2 separate regions of the Capsicum annuum genome follow, and region 1 is linked to region 2. A link is a contact called in public Hi-C data. All regions are on one chromosome and are shown on one strand. Each heading gives the region's core, a stretch centred on a gene start, on an enhancer-like site or on the middle of the called end of the contact. The rest is flanking DNA. Distances are from core to core; before and after follow the strand shown. Region 1 overlaps LOC107870598 (dolichyl-diphosphooligosaccharide--protein glycosyltransferase subunit 2). Region 2 holds the start of LOC107870599 (exosome complex component RRP45A).

Region 1 (5,151 bases), core at 2,555-5,054, 110 kb after region 2:
AATTGATGCACTTATGTACCTTGCAAATACTACAAGGCCTATAGCCCTTTCGGTAAATATGTTAGCAAGGTATATTTCTACTCCTACTAGGACACATCGAAATAGGATAAGATACATGAGCTTATTTTATTCTAAAGATTGCAGTCCGATCTTACTGGTCATGCTGATGTTGGGTACTCATCTAACCCGCATAAATTTCGGTCTCAAATATTCAATGTGTTCATATATGGGGATACTGCCATATCTTGGAGATATATAAAGCAGTCTATCATAGCCATCTCATCGAACCATGCAAAATTATAGCTATTCGTGAAGTAAATTGATAATGTGTGTGGTTGAGGTTCACGATACACCGCATAAATCTCGATCTCAAATAGGCTATGTGTTCATATGTGGTGGTACTGCCGTATCTTGGAGATATACAAAGCAGTCTATCGTAGCCACTTCATCAAATCATGCTGAGATAATAGTCATTCATGAAGCAAGCCGAAAATGTGTATGGTTGAGGTCCATGATGCATCTCATTCGAGAAAAATGTAGTGTGAAATATGACAATCTACCCATAATTTTATACAGAGATAATTCAGCATACATAGCACATCTTAAGGGAGGATTCATAAATGGAGATAGAACGAAGCACATTTTGCCAAAGCTTTTCTACATATATGAGCTACAAAAGAATGATGATATTAACGTGCAACAGATTCGTTCAACTGATAACGTGACTGATTTATTCACCAAATCTTCTCCAATTGCAACTTTCAAGAAGATGCTGCACAAGATTGAGATGCAAAGGTCAAGGATGTTCTCATAAAGGGGAGTTAATACGCGCTGTACTATTTTTTCTTCACTAGAATTTTTCTCTACTGGATTTTTTCTAGTAAGGTTTTAACGAGGCACATTATCTACCAATTAGACATTCAAGGGGAGTGTTATAATGTATTTACATTATAGTGAATGTCTATCAAGATTTACTTTGATATCTATTAGGATTTGAAGCATCTGTCTTTTTCTTAGACTAGGAGTAAATTTTTTCCATAAATAGAGGAGTTTTATTCATTGTATTTATAATCTTATGATCTCTCATCCTTAAGAGAAGAAATAAGAATGACTCTTTCTATTCTCTCTACTCTTCTTCTTTATTCTTATTTGTTTTATAACACAACTTAATTTTTAATTACATATTGAAATATAGAATATAAATTCACTAAAATTTTCTTTAAATTAAAATCAAACAAAACCTTCTAAAATACAAAATTAATGACAATGAAAATATACTTTTAGCTAATTTTCATAGACATTTTTCTTGACATACTTATTCTTTGATATAGTATATTACATCTTCAATAGCACCATACCCAAACAATGAAAGAAAAAAAAGAGAGGAAAAAGATTATTAAAGAATGAAAAGGAGATCAAGTCATAAAAAAAACATCTAAGCGGAGCAAATAAATAAGTACTATTATTAGCAAAATTAAGCCATTTAAATATTTGATTAATAGAAAATTAAATATCTTGCATATGGTGAAAGAGAGATCATCAAATACTTTTTTTTTTTTTCACAGAGTCAAATATAAAGAACACTAATTTAAGTTATTTAGATGAAGCAAAGAAAAAAAAAAATTTGAAAAAAAATATTCATATCAACTAACCAATGATGATGGTGTTTTCGTTCTTGTCCTCCTCCTCATCTTTTGGTTTTCTTTCATCATGTGTTGATCATTTCATTGTCCCTTCAAGAAATAATACATCACAAAAGTTAATGCACTGTAAATGAGAATCATAAGTAAACAAAGTAAAACTAACATGTAAGGCTCTTGTATCTTAGAATCAATATACAATGTCAACCAGCAGAGTTGGCATAGTGGTTTAACGCTATGTCCCTTAAGCAAGAGGTCGGGGATTCGATCCCCGCCTCTGACGAATGGAGCAAACTCTGTGGCCAGTTTCCTACCGCAAAAATGCGCTGACCGAGGAACGGAGGATTAGTCTCACAACTGCCGGCTGTGGAGATACTTGAAAAACCAAATAAAATAAAAAATATACAATGTCAAAATCTAATTGATTGAATAAAAATATTTAAAAATAAAATCGTACAATATATCTATGTTTGTAAATAAACACGGAACAACAACTGACGCAAGAAAAACTTATATATAGGCCAAAAAATGAATACCAATAGGCAGAGGAATAAATTGACTATAATTATTGATGGCTAATGTAAAAACTTGAGGAAGAAAAAATCATACAGCCATAAAGAAAAGAACAGAGAAAGTTTTAGAAAAAGAAATTAATAGCATTGATGATGAAATGAATTAAATATTATTATCTTTAATATTATGTAAATTCTAAGATGTAATTTTAAATTTTTTAAAATTAGGAAAAGGATCAAATCAATCAAAAAAATAAATGAAATTTCTGGCCTTAAAAAGCGCTACGTCAGCATGTTTGTGTTTCTGCATTATTCATATACATAGATTTGTTATAAAACTGCTCTTTTGTTGCAATAATATGCTCTTTTATATTATACCAAAAGTGTAATATTTAAAGGTTAATATTCCTGCCTTAGCCGTTATGGAAGAAAATATACATATAGCATCAACGGGTAACTAATAACTTGTTGTAATAGTATGTCTTTTAAGTTCTACATTATCATAAATAAATTTGTTTATAATTATGATGAAATAAATTGTGGTTATCATGCTAAATTAATTCATTTTTTAATTTTGCACAATAAATTATCATTATATCACTAAATTAATGGCAACAACTTTTGAACTATTGAAAGTTGATGGGACTTTTGAATTCTTCATTAGTTTAACTACAATAATTATTAATAACTATTAATGATACTCAATAAATAGGATAGAATATTTTTAATTATTTAATTTAAAAATAAGGAGAAAATAGAAAAAAAATGTCAAAAAAGAAGAAAAAAGATAAATAGAAATGAAGCTCAAAGAGAGGTGCCACATCGCCTTGTCTATAACCCTCTTTTATATTATATATCCATATAATTTTTTTTGTAATTTATGTGATGTCGATCAATTTTAAAAGTTAATCAAACTTTTTGTATAATTTTTAAATATTTTTAGTCAATTATTGTGATGTGTAATGTTTTTATATAATTTTTTATATGATTTGTAATTTTTAAATAATATATGTTGTTCTCGTCGTTTAAATTTATGTGACATTGATGAAGTTTGGAGAATAAATTAATTTTTTTATATAATTTTTAGAATTTTATATGATTTTTAAATATTTTAAGTTGTTAGTTGTTGTAATTTCTAATACTTTTATATAGTTTTCAGATAGGTATATGTTACTCTCTCTGCCTCAATTTATGTGATACTGATGAATTTGGAGAGTCAACCAAAGTTTTTATATTATTTTTTTGTTACATATTTTGAGTTATTAATTATTGTGATTTATAATACTTTCTGCATAATTTTTAAATAATATTTATTACTCCCTTTGTCCTAATATAGTATTTAGAGAATCAATCAAATTTTTTTATAAGTCGTTAAATATTTTAAGTTGTTGATTATTATGATTTGTAATACTTTTTGCCATTTTAAATTAATATATGATACTTTCATTGTCCCAATTTATATGTTACTAATAAAATTTAGAGAGCGGATCAATATTTAAGCCATTAGTTATTGTAATATATAGTAATTTAAATAATTTTTTTTAGAAAAACAAACAAATCAAAACATAAAAAATAAGAAAATTATATTGAAGAGGCTTTGTGAACTATACGAAGGGACCCACAAAGTAACAATTCTTTTAAGCCACAAACAACCAACTTAAAAGCTAATAGAAATACCAAACTACCCCTGGAATGCTAAGCAGACAAGTGTGCACGCAACTAATCAATATTTTACCATTATTTTAGAATTATTTAAGGTTTGCAGAATAATTCTATTTCTCAGTTACATTTCAGAAGATGAGTAAATATTACTCCCCCATTAATCTTTACTTATTTATGTTTCACTTAACAAATCCCTTAAAAAACAATACAGTAATTTTACTAATGATACCCCTATTAAGTTATAAATTATCTAAATATTGGTAAACGAATAGTAATTAACTTCAAGGGTAAAAAAGATAGAAGTGATAAATTATCTCTTGATTTTTCAGTCTAAACAAGTGAATGCTGAATGAATTGAGTAACAAGAAATCTTATAAATTGTCAGCTTATAAAGCACAAACTAGTTCATCCCCGTCCCCTTCCCTTCTAATGCTCTTAGCTTCCTTATAAACCAGTACTCAGAGTTGTTCCATATTAATCCCTCCAATAAGACGAGCTCAAGAATTTCACAATATTTTACCCACAACTAAGAATAATGGGAGCATATCATGCTGTCAAATGAGAATCGCCTAAAGGCAAAGTAGTCTTCACCACACTTAAGAGAACAATAGACACCTCATGTGACTTCTTGCAAAGGAAACAACAAAATTGAATTTCTCACCATCAACTTGTGGACTAAATACTCCAATATTTGTGTCATAAATATATTTTTTGTTCTACAAAAAAGACAAGAATATATCTGACACTCTTTCTCTTGAACTCTGCTTCCTCACATTTATCGGCTGACGAAATCAATCTATCTAAATCAGGCGGATTTCAACTTGGCGGATGTGGACGCCAGATGTGAAAGGGTTCTGTGTCCAACGAAGAGTAAGAAGATCCCTAAGAATCCAAGAGCTTTCAATGTTATGAACAGATTCAACTGCACACAGAAAACAAATAAATAGGTAGTCAGCGAGCAAAAAGTATTGTCTAACAGATAAATCTGCATGCAGAATTTGAGCATTTTACGGATTTATAAGAGCAGCTGAACACCCTGCAATTTGTTCCCTGGCAGGCCATTAGGATTTCATTGTCAACTGAAAAAAATTAAGCTGAAGTATAGGCAATGGAGTTTTCTATCTATGCCGGTGCTTAGAAAGACTGATCTACCTGTTAATGTTTTATCAAGAAGCACTAGATATAGAAGGCTGTCAGAGATCATAACTAAGCAGAATCAGGACCAACTAGTGAAGAGAATCTGTGAAAATCAAACAAAACAGATTACTTCATTTTAAGAAGGGCCTAGTGTTATAGCTAAGGTGAAGTGTCTGACGCTTCTGCTATAGCTACAATTT
Region 2 (5,009 bases), core at 1,602-4,101:
ATTGGCAGCATCAACAAGATTACTGCACTTGTAGCAGAATCACACAATTAGTTCCATAACTTCAGATGGATACGTGGATGGGCACTTAACTGGACCCAAATGTACACCACCACAACTCACCCTCCATTATCCAAAATATGGAGATCAAGACGAATTGACCAGACCCACTTCCCAGACACAACACAGAGTGATTCAGTGTCGACAGCTCTGCTTTCCCTGCATTACCCTTTTAAGACATCAGAATAAAAGAAGAATTAACCAAAGACAACAATTTCTTTTCTTCAAATATGTATTTATCTCCAGCAAAACAAAACAAGTGATGCATAACTAAATACTACCTAGACGATTGCTTTTCTATCTGCGTTCTACACACAAATAAATAGTTATTAAAACGTTAACACCAATAAAAACATCCCCCCTAGAGTAGCTGTTAATACGAATAAGAGAAACTCAATGATACCTTCAAACGGGTCTACTGCAAAAGCTCAAAAAGCAAAAACCAGAATTACTACAATGGGAAAAAAATAAGCAGGAGATCAAAAATTATAAGCATTTCTCAACCACTACACAAAAGAAATACAATATATCCCCCACAAGATAGTAAAAATTCTTTCTTCTTCAATATATATCTTATAATATTTTGAAAAAAGACAATATATACAGCTTATAATAAATACATTTGTTGATGCATAACAATCGACATGTTTGTTGAAATGTTACCTTAACCCTCTGTCAATTATGCGACCCAACTCAACAGCAGACTCTGAAGGACGACCTGCCTCAAAGGAAGGATCTGCCATTGGGGAAAACTCAGTAAATACAGAAAGGGTTCCTTCGTTTGGTCGATCTCGATAAGGTTGCACTAGTTGCGACGTAACAAAGCTCATAACATGAGTTTGCCCCAGTTGAACTTCTGATGAACCATCTTCTCTGCAAATCAATAACTCTTAACAATCATAATGTAAAGTCTTATATGAATCACACAAGCATATGTCACATATCATAAGAAACAATATCAGATGTTCACCCAAGGGTGTGACCTAGTGGTCAATGAAGTGGATTAAGAACCATGAGGTCACAGGTTCAAGCCCCGGTGGAGACAAAAAAAACACTAGGTGATTCTTCCCATTTGTTCTAGCGTTGGTGGACAGAGTTACTTGGTACCTGTTGCTAGTGGGAGGTGTCAGGTATCCGTGGAATTAGCTAAGGTGCGCGTGGAATTAGCTAAGGTGCGCGAAAGTGAAAGCTGGCCTGGACACCACGGTCATCAAAAAAAAAAAGAAACAATAACAGATGTATGCAAACAACGTGTAAAATTTCTCATTATACCTGAATATGGCAACCTGTAGTGACATAAAAGTTAATTAATCTAGAAGAGTGACAATGGGAAATACAACAAACAAAATTTAAGGACAAGGAAAAGAATTTTACTCCATGTGCTCAATTATTCAGAACAAGTACTCCCTCTGTTTCAAAAAGAATGACCTAGTTTGACTTGGCATTGGGTTTAAGAAAATAAAGAAGACTTTTAAATCTTGTGGTGTTAAATTAAAGATATGTCAAATGTACCAAAATGCCCTTCAATCTTGTGGTCTTAAACATGCCATGTGGAAAATTAAAATTAAAAAATTGCTAAAAAGGGAAAGAGGTCATTCTTTTTAAAACAGGCTAAAAGGGAAAGTAGGTCATTCTTCTTGAAACGGAGGGAGTATAAGTTATGACGAGAAGAAGTTGCCAGGTTCAAAAAACAGTCCAATACAGGAGACCTACAACTATAATAGACATCCTACAATGGATTCGCTTTCACTGATGGTTTGTTTGGTATTGCGAAAAAGATGTTTTCTTATTTACCGATGTCTGGTTGGAAAATTTTGGAAAACATTTTCCCGAGGAAAACAGGTTCTTTAAAATGAGAAAAATGGCTTCCTTAATGGAACTAGGGAAAACAAGCTCCACAAGTAACATTCTATGCTTGATGTTTCCTCCCACCCACCGAACGTCACCAACCTCTACCCGTTGACCAATCCACCCCACCCATCCGAAAACCCCAAACCCCACCCCCTCCAACCTCTATAGCTTTTTTGCTAGATTACAAAAAAATGCTCTTGAGAAAACATATTTTTTGCTTACCAACAAAAAAAAGAAAAGAAAAAAATCAGCCTATTTTTCCATGAAAAATATTTTTCTTCGTACCAAACACACCCTAAAATCAAACTTGTATTCAAATGTGTTAATCGAAACAACCAAACAAATTGAAGACTAAATTCACTGTATATTTTCTATTTCTGTACTGTCCGGAATCTATCTCAAATTCAACTAGGCATTAATAGCAATGGTGTAAAAGCATCTAATTTCTTACTGATCCAGTTCAATATATAGAAATCAAAAATGAAGAAGAAGAACAACGTACCCAGTATATTCCCATAAAGTGGGGTCTGGGAGTGTAAGTGCGGGGTCTAGGGAGGATAAGTGTACACATCTCGTGAAATTAGTTGATGGTGTACACAAGCTGGCCTAGACGCCACAGCTATGAAGAAGAAAAAAGAGATTGAGTTAGAGTTGTTACCTAGCAAACTTGATAGTGAGAGTTCGATAGTCAAAGGGACGGCGACCGTCAACTCTGAGCTCAGATTCTAAAGCAGATTCAATAAATTTCTTCTCATTCACTGTCATTCGCCATGTATTTCCCAACCTTTGCTCCATATCCACAAATGAAAACAGAGGAATGAGTTTAGGTTTAGGGTTTTACTGCAGGGCTGGGGTTCATCGTTTGGGTGGGGGAGTGGGGGCGTTGGTGTTTACCTACAATATTTTATTACTCTCCCGACCAATTTACTTTTAACTCTTTCCGTTCTTCGCTTTTACTTTGTTATAATTTGCATATCTATTAATACTAGATATCCAAGGCCCGTATTTTTTTATCTCAATTTATGTGGTATAAAAAAAAAAATTTAAATAATTAATTATATTTTAATATATTTTTAGATATTTTAAGTTGTTATTGTAATTTATAATACTTTTTGACATTGTAATTTACTTTTTAAAGTTTTATAAATATTGAGATGTATGTTAAATTAGAGAACAAATCGGTTTACCTATTAGGAGAATATGAGTGATGCTGATCTAACTTGATTTGATTGCATGTCTGGATGGTAGATGCTTCATTTTTTAACCCTCAATTTCTTCACTGTTTTTGTCACCATAATAGAATTCAACATGTGTGTATATATATCTTCTTTGTTTTTATTCAAAATCATTCTTTAGGATCAAAATTTTTGCTCACACAAGAATTAGTTGGATCAAAATCAAAGTTTTCTGATCATTATTATATATCTTTTTTTACAGTTTACAGGTTGTAGCTGAATGTCGGTTGGCTTTGAAGAATTTTTTATGTAAAGGTTAGGTTTAGTTGTATTATTTTGATATCTTTATTATCTTATTATTTTATTTTAATTTATAAATGCTAGATGAATGTGGGCCTGCTTTGAATTTTTTTAGATAAAAGTTAGGTTTAATTGTACTATCGTAATATCTCTATTAGTTTGTTATTCTGAGATAGTTTATAGTTCTAGATGAATCTCGATCGGTTTTGAGAATTTTTTGTGTGTAAAATTTAAGTTTAATTGTATTGTTTTGATATCATTTTTATCGTATTATTATTTGCAGTGTACAGGTGATGGATAAATGTTGGTCGGCTTTGAGGAATTCTTTTATGTAAAGGTTAGGTTTAGTTGTATTGTTTTGATATTTCTATTATTGTATTATTTTGTTATTGTTTATAGGTGGTAAATGAGTGTCAGACGGTTTTGAGAAAATTTTTGTGTGTAAAGATTAGATTTAATTGTATTATTTTGATGTCTCTATCATTGTATTGTTTTATTGCAATTTACAGATGATAAATGAATGTCGATCAACTTTTAAAAATATTTTTGGTAAAAATTAGGTTTAATAAATAAATTCTCCATCTTTACATACTCAAAAGATATATATTAAATTTAATTATTATATTCGTCTTTATTATTTAAACAAATATCCTATTTAATGTAATGTTTGAACTCATTAAAGTGAGATGCATGTGAAAGGCGCGTACACCTAAACTAGATATTAAAAGTGTGGAGATCATTAGGAAAGTGACTTAAACATTTTCTCCTTCATTAAAAGACTCTCCTTTAAACAAAATCGTATACTCACCTTTTTCCTTCAATTAAATTTCTTACAGTAATTAAATATTCAAAGTGAAAAAAATAAGTTGACACTTTTTTGGAGTTTTCCAAAATTTGAGTCCTATTTGATTTATGACTCCTAAAATATAATATTAACACTTCTAAATCATCAATTCTATTTAAGTAAATTTTTTCGTATTCCATTGATGCCAACCAAAAGTTCCTTGTTCTATTTCATTCTCCTTTTAGCTTAAGTTTATGTATAATTCAGTATTTTTTTGGTTTGTTTCTTGATCATATGTATAATTCAATATGATAAACTACATCTCCAATTCAATTGTCGTGACACTTTTGTTATATTTTTGTTGGATTTAAGAATTTTGATGGTAGAAATATTCTTAAATAACCTATTTAATTTTGAAATACATCTATAAAAGGTACGTAACTTTTAGCTAAACTTTACATATAATTACGATTGTGGGTGTTGCTTGGGTGACGTAAAGGTCGGAAGCAAAGGAATGGGGAGCAGGTGCAAAAGGAAAAGAGCTTAAAAAAATATATATGTTATTATTGCGTGTTTTCTACGTGAAACAACTACTTATAAGACTGGAACATTGGTACAATTAATGCTTACTATAAGTCTTTTTGTTACTGTTAATTTGTTACATACAGTTGTGTTTTGTTATTGTAACACTCCGAGACTATCCCTGGACGTCACACGGTGTTTAGAACCATAAGTTGTCCTAAGCTAACCCATGATATCGACATAACTTATAAGCAACTGAAATAAATACAGAAACTAAAAATAATAAGCGGAAGAGATATCATTAGCTGGACTTGTTTATT

Evidence for each region. A called contact is a pair of places that touch in the nucleus more often than the background predicts.
Region 1: a Hi-C map of leaf shows a contact between it and region 2, with 2.1 times the contacts expected there. The contact joins the enhancer-like site here to the promoter of LOC107870599 in region 2. A contact is called at or near these places in 2 of 5 Hi-C or Micro-C datasets (leaf and placenta).

The regions. Positions count from the first base shown.
Region 1 is chr5:168,773,222-168,778,372 of UCD10Xv1.1, forward strand. It overlaps LOC107870598 (dolichyl-diphosphooligosaccharide--protein glycosyltransferase subunit 2), which reads right to left. Exons shown (of 20, transcript XM_016717174.2): 20 at 4,436-4,736. The coding sequence ends at 4,620. Among protein-coding and RNA genes, the nearest start is that of LOC107870598, 17 kb to the right of the region's middle. Within about 2 kb of position 3,805, at least 2 of the 5 cell types and tissues checked have an H3K27ac peak or open chromatin away from gene starts, as enhancers often do. A contact at or near this core is called in leaf, where this site is marked.
Region 2 is chr5:168,661,885-168,666,893 of UCD10Xv1.1, forward strand. It overlaps LOC107870599 (exosome complex component RRP45A), which reads right to left and starts at 2,852. Exons shown (of 10, transcript XR_007056035.1): 1 at 2,567-2,852; 2 at 721-930; 3 at 121-216; 4 at 1-22.